2 separate regions of the Xenopus tropicalis genome follow, and region 2 is linked to region 1. The links are chromatin contacts, called in public Hi-C maps. All regions are on one chromosome and are shown on one strand. The core of a region is the stretch at or near the end of the contact, and the rest is flanking DNA. Distances in the headings are between cores, read along the strand shown. Region 1 overlaps nova1 (neuro-oncological ventral antigen 1). Region 2 holds the start of nova1 (neuro-oncological ventral antigen 1).

Region 1 (3,210 bases), core at 241-2,740:
TCTGTTAATCAGCTAGCTCCTGCTACATGGTTTCAAGAATCAGAACCGGTACTACAAATAAGAGGAATGGATAAATATTCCATTCTGTATCAATTATGTTTCTTAATATAACCAATGATAATTATGCACTTTGGAAAGTTGCTTATACAGGTATGGGATCTGTTATCCGGAAACCAGTTATCCAGAAAGTTCCCAATCACACGGAGACCATCTCCCATGGACTTTATTATAAGCAAATAATTCTAATTCTTAAAAATGATTTTCTTTTTGTCTGTAATAATAAAACAGTAGCTTGTACTTTATCTCAACTAAGGAATAAATAATCCCTATTGGAGGCAAAACAAGCCTATTTGGTTTAATTCTTTTTTAAATTTTTTTTTAGATCTGTGAGTAAACCTTGTTAAATATGATTAGAATGAAAGATCTCTATGTATACACCAGTAAGGCAGTACTAGTTACTTCTGGGATAAACTGTTTGGCCTCAAAGAAGCCTTGAAATGATTCCATCCTAGGGTTACATATACAGCTATTTTGTTCCGATACAGGAAATATCCTTCTCTCTAATTAATTTTAAAAAGTGTATGTCAAAGTAAATGAAGGGATCAGAGGTCAGTCAGGGCCTATTTTCCCACCACAGATGGGCTGAAAAATGAGTAAATGCCTGGCTGAGGCCTGTGCCATGGAGATAAGGAGCAGCCCCATATTTTAATAGCTGTGATGATTGCTTAGGAAAGAACAGCTGCCTCTCCTCTCTCTGCAGCTTTAACTAAGGCCCCTGAAACTCCCCATGCTCTTACATTCCTTTGCTGGCTACAGAACCTACAAATATAGGATAGAACAGCCAGAACAGCACGCTAACCCCCCAATTCAGTCAAGGAGCTCCCATCAATCATGTCTGATGAGCCCATTACATATCTTGCCAGTGCAGGGTCATTAGTTTCATTATCTCCTGGATAGGATGGATGCTTAGCCTATCCCCGCTAGAAGTGGGGAAAAAGAAACTCTGATGAAAAGATTCTTAGAGTAAGGTTACGCTAAGACAAAAATCAGTTTGCCCCCTAGAGTAGGCAGACAACATCTGCAGAATTCAGCACAAATTTCAGTTCCACTTTTTCACTTGTTGCTGGCAAAATTGCTGGAATTCATTTGGTATATTTGCTATATATGCTCTAAGAGCATATGTAGCACATAGGGGCCCATCAAAACAGGTCCTACCAGTCTACAAGTCATTGCTTCCGAAACTGCACTTTTCACACTTTGCGTTGAGTCGTAAATGAGCCCTTATTGTCTCAGTGCAGCATTACATATTGACCATCCCCTACAGTACACAGACTTTTGCCAATAGCTATATAACATTGTAGCCTAGTTTTTTTTGTAGTCACCATTTCCCTAACTCATTGCTGCCTGCAAACCCAGTTCTCTGGATTGTATGCATGGTTGTGCAATCCAACCAGGGGCCCGCATCTATAGGCTCAATAGAGCATGTCACTAAGGGTTGCTTCCCTCTGCTGCTGGAAAATGGTATCAGCAATGACCTGTCACAGTATCTTTGTGCCTGTGTATATGTGCCTAAAAAGATCTGATTTTGCAAAACACCATATATGATAAAGGTCCCGGTTGAGGACCGAAACGTCGATCTAAATAAAATAAGTATCTCTTTTTGATGAAATTTTCCTGGTGTGCATCAGCATTTTTTACATATTTACATTGTTTTTCTGATTTGCACCCAGGTTGTAATCCCCATAAGTGTGTGCCTCAGCCTTTTTCTATATATATATATATATATATATATATATATATATATATATATATATATATATATAGAAAACATCCAGAAGCCGCACTCACAGGTCTTAAGTTGAGAAAACGAAATCTTTATTGCCAGGAGAGTGAACTAACGTTTCGGCTGTTACACCAGCCTTTGTCAAAGTTTGACAAACTCTGGTGTAACAGCCGAAACGTTAGTTCACTCTCCTGGCAATAAAGATTTCGTTTTCTCAACTTAAGACCTGTGAGTGCGGCTTCTGGATGTTTTCTGTTTATGCTGATTGAACACTGCACCCAGGCAACTAAAGCGGGTATTTCGTGAGTGCCGGCAGTCTCCTTTCTCGTTATATATATATATATATATATAAAGGCTGAGGCACACACTTATATATATATCAGATCAAAACAATTCAGTATATATACATATATGGTATCCAAACCTCCCCATACTCACTCCGGCCGGTGCTGCTGTTATTCACATGCATTACTTTCTTTCTTTATGGCATTTAATTAGCATTGGGCTTTTGAAGTTAGGTACTGTACTGTGACCTAAATAGGCACATGAGTGGTGTTCTGGAGAATATTTAGGCTTGCCCATTCCGTATTCATGGATTTGCCAAGACCATAAATTGCCTGCCGCAATGTTTGTATAGGGCCCAGTCACCTCTTGAACCCCTTGCCTAAAGATAAACACCCACACATATTCCATAGATTTAAAATCAAGTTCTCTCCTCCAAATCGAGGTTGCTTAGTACCGTGTAGCATTTCTTCTCAGGTTAGAAGACTACCAGTCTACTCTAGGAGCCTGACCTAATTTCTAGGAACCAGAGGGGAGGTGCCTGTGTATAAATCTATATAAAATGTCACAAGCAGTTAGGAGACGTGGCTACCTGGCTCCTGGGAATAGAACAGTCCTGTCTCGCTAACTCTGCTTTCCTTTGATATCGTCCTTCATTTTGTATGACAGGAAAAAAAACCTTTTGCCTCAGTGTAAAATTATTCAGTTGCTCTAATTTCTTTTTCCGTCTCACTACCATAGACGGGACAGATAAGTGGCTTAGCTACCAGAGGTACAGGGGTTCTGACTGCATCTCGGAGGACCTGAGAGAGCCCTGTCAGCACAAAGAATTAGAGCTTTCATCATTAAAATAAAAAAAAATATATATATATATTTCAACAGGAAAATCCCAAGACACTGTGCCACATACAGGGGGTGAGGGTTATAGGCAGATAGAGGGGATAGATTAAAATAAACTAGTGGGGACCTATAAACCATTTTCCTAGTCAATTAAATTGAGCATCCCCGCTCCATTGGAGACATAAAATGTAACCCACTGACCCACTAACTGCCCAATTATTTATCCATGTTAAACACACACTGAAGTCATTGCGTCAATCTCAATTGATTTGCAGCAGATACACACAAATGAGACACAGTGCTGT
Region 2 (3,141 bases), core at 329-2,828, 34 kb before region 1:
CTAAATGTCTGGTATCAGTGCTGAAGGGGGTACAAGGTGGGTTGGTTTGGGGTTGCAGATTGGGTGGTAGTACAGGCACCTTTGTCTAGGGTGGAAGTACCTCTTGGCCTGGTTCTAAGAGTCCACTTCAACTTGCACGGGATGCAACATTTTTTGGATTCAAGTTCCCTTGGTGCAAGTCAGTTGTGGCTACTGCTGCTAAGCAGCTAAGGGAACCCTTAAATCAGTGCCAGATCCAGGCTGATGGTGATTCTAGATTTCTTTTGCTTACAACAAGTTGCAAAGGAGTGATAATACCTTTCAAAATAGCATCAATGAGTTTAGTTTTGCCTCCATTCTGCGTTTGTAAATGAGCCGTCATATGCACTGTATTTCTCCAGAATGTCCTATCTTTTGTTTGTTCCTCAGAATCTTAAGGGAATTAGGGTATCAAACTATAAAGTAAAGCGATTTGGGTTGCTCAAGGCTAATATTAACCTTTCTTCATATTCAGCATCTATATAACATGCTTTTAAATCAATGCCTGATAAAGACCCAATCACCATCTTGCAGCAGTTACATGGGTGACACACATGTAATGATAACTGATGGGTGCCTTTCATTCAGTACCCGTGTGGCTCTCTTGTTGGGAGATAGCAGTGTAATACTTGATATTCTGGCATTGCACTGATCCATAAAAATGGGTTTTTGTCAGGCACATAATTCAAACCTGACATCTCCCTTTCATTGTGAAATGGTTAATTTTTCAAGCAGGTGACTTCTAAATTATGGTTGAATTAATAATGCATAATCATAGCTGTTAGTGGCTGTAACTCGTCCTACCTACCTTTAGGTGCTGAGCGTGGAGCGAGAGAATACAAATGACAGATCTGCTTCTCACTTGCCCTTCTTTTTTTTTTTTTTATTTTGAACAAGCCCTCTGAAAGCGTGTGTGTGTTATTTATAGTCATTAGAATCCACCAGGGTGCAAGAGAAATATAAAATGTAATTTTGTAGTGAGATATGAGCACAGGTTTGGCATGGTGCATGCTAGGGCTGACCTACATAGGTAGAGTAAATGTAGGCAGCATAGAGCCTTTGTGTGGGATGCTGGGTTGGGATGTGCTACAGCAGCAGTAGCAGCGGCAGCAGCAGCATCCTTTCTATACACAGACACTTCAGACCCCAGCCAGGAGAGGACAGAACGCTGGAGCACCAGCAGTCACAAGAGAGCCAGTGTGAGCAGCAGGCAGGGGGATTATTAGGAAACAAAAGAGAGAAGAGGGGGAGGAGAAAAGCAAGGAACCAAGTCAGAGCCTGCAATCCGCACTGCTCCTCTCTCACACACATACACATCTTTCTCTCTCACTCTTTTCTTTTCCTCCTCGGCCCTTCTTCATCCCCCCCTTCCTCCCCATCACTGCACCCTCCCCTATTCTCTGTGTCTTCCCAGCCTCCTGCTTTATTTTCCGCCTGCCATTTCTGCACTCCTCCCCCTCTCCTCTCTCTCTCTCTCTGTCTCCCTCTCTCTCTCTCTCTCCATCCCTTCCTCCCCCTCCTGGCTTGTCTTTTATTTATTTATTTTGGGCTGCTCTCCTGTCTCTCTCTCCCTCTTTCTCTGTTTTCCCCTTCTCCCTTGTATTGCTGTGTCTGTATTTTTTGAGGTGCATCTGGGGGCTCCCTTTTGCAGTGCTTGCAGTGCAGGTAGTGGGGTCCCCCCCTCACTCTCCTCCTGCCTCAGCCTGTACCCCCACCCCCTGCCCCACGGTGTCCCCCTGTGCTCTCAGCCCTGCTGCAGCCTGTAAAGATGATGGCAGCAGCTCCCATCCAGCAGAACGGGACCCACGGCGTTGTCCCCATAGACCTTGATCCCCCAGACTCCAGAAAGCGACCCCTGGAAGCACCCCCAGAGGCTGGAAGCACGAAGAGGACCAATACTGGAGGTAAGTGCACCAGCTGCAAGCCTGCAAAGGCTTCCTTATCTGTATTACTGGAATGTTTCTCCCCCCCTACATATATGCATGTTCTGGCCCGGTAGTCTGCACTGCATGGTTCAGGCTTCTTGCTGAAGCTTGTCTATTGTAATCTATGGTCAAAATGGCGTCTTCATCTCTTATTATTGTAGTGATTTTATGGCTCTCATCCTCATCCTTAGTGGTGCTTTCATTGCAATACAGCTGGCAATGCTGCCCTACCTCCCCGTAAGGGATAGCGGGTGCAGAGAGACAGAGCTTCCTTGTAATCAGTGTGAATTGGGATAAGTGGCATTGGGAAAGATGTTGGGGAAGGAGGTCCATTTGTGATTTTTAATGTGGTGGCACCCCATTGCTAATGAAGATGGGGCTATAATGCTGCACCAGCACTCAGCATCCCTCCTGTAACTAAGGGGTTAAACCCCAGTACTGGAAGATGCATGGAGGAGGCAGGGACCAGAGCAGTCAGCTACACATCACAGTGGCTGCACCTCTCGGTCCCCCTCTTATTGTTTCTGGGCATCTTTTTCTATGTATCAAGTCTAACATTTGCAGTTCTACACAGCCCAGATTTTGGAGCAATAGTCTGTGTCTCTTTTTTATTCACCCCATCATCAATTGTGAGCTGGGGGAGGGGGAAGAGAGTGAGAGGCTCAGCTCACAGGAGCTGGGGGGGTGCTTCTTCTGCATCCTGGTGATGTGTCCCAGCATCTTCACGTTCATTTCTATTGGAGGCATAACAATGCAACGATGCAGAGGTGAATGCATTTGCTGAGGATTTGCAAGGAGGATCAGTGGGTTTTTTTTTTCTTGGCTTGGATGTATGCTACCAGCACAGGAACCACAAATGGACCTGCACTTTTATCATAAACTGTACAGGGATATATATTTTCTGGAACATGTTGAGGTTATGCAAAGTCAGTGACTTGTTATATATTAAAAACACCCCACATGCTACATTTTCTCCTCATTTCATTCAGCGAGCAGGCATTATAGCTGTCACCGCTGTCTATATGTAAACAGAATTCTGCATAGGGTATTTTTGGGGTTTTTTTTTTTTTTTGGTGTCTTGGGTGCGCATTGCCTTTTGCTTGATGACCTGCACACACACACCCAAAAACAACAGTGGCTTAAGCTTTAGATCAGTTAGAAATAAAAAGGGGGGGCGAAATCTTCTTAAACTGCTTTA

Evidence for each region. A called contact is a pair of places that touch in the nucleus more often than the background predicts.
Region 2: a Hi-C map of brain shows a contact between it and region 1, with 5 times the contacts expected there. The contact joins the promoter of nova1 here to the enhancer-like site in region 1. A contact is called at or near these places in 2 of 5 Hi-C or Micro-C datasets (brain and tailbud embryo).

The regions. Positions count from the first base shown.
Region 1 is chr8:112,057,016-112,060,225 of UCB_Xtro_10.0, reverse strand. All of the region lies in intron 2 of nova1 (neuro-oncological ventral antigen 1), which reads left to right. Among named protein-coding and RNA genes, the nearest start is that of nova1, 34 kb to the left of the region's middle. Within about 2 kb of position 1,490, at least 1 of the 11 cell types and tissues checked has an H3K27ac peak or open chromatin away from gene starts, as enhancers often do.
Region 2 is chr8:112,090,786-112,093,926 of UCB_Xtro_10.0, reverse strand. It overlaps nova1 (neuro-oncological ventral antigen 1), which reads left to right and starts at 1,578. Exons shown (of 5, transcript NM_001102869.1): 1 at 1,578-1,922. The coding sequence starts at 1,787.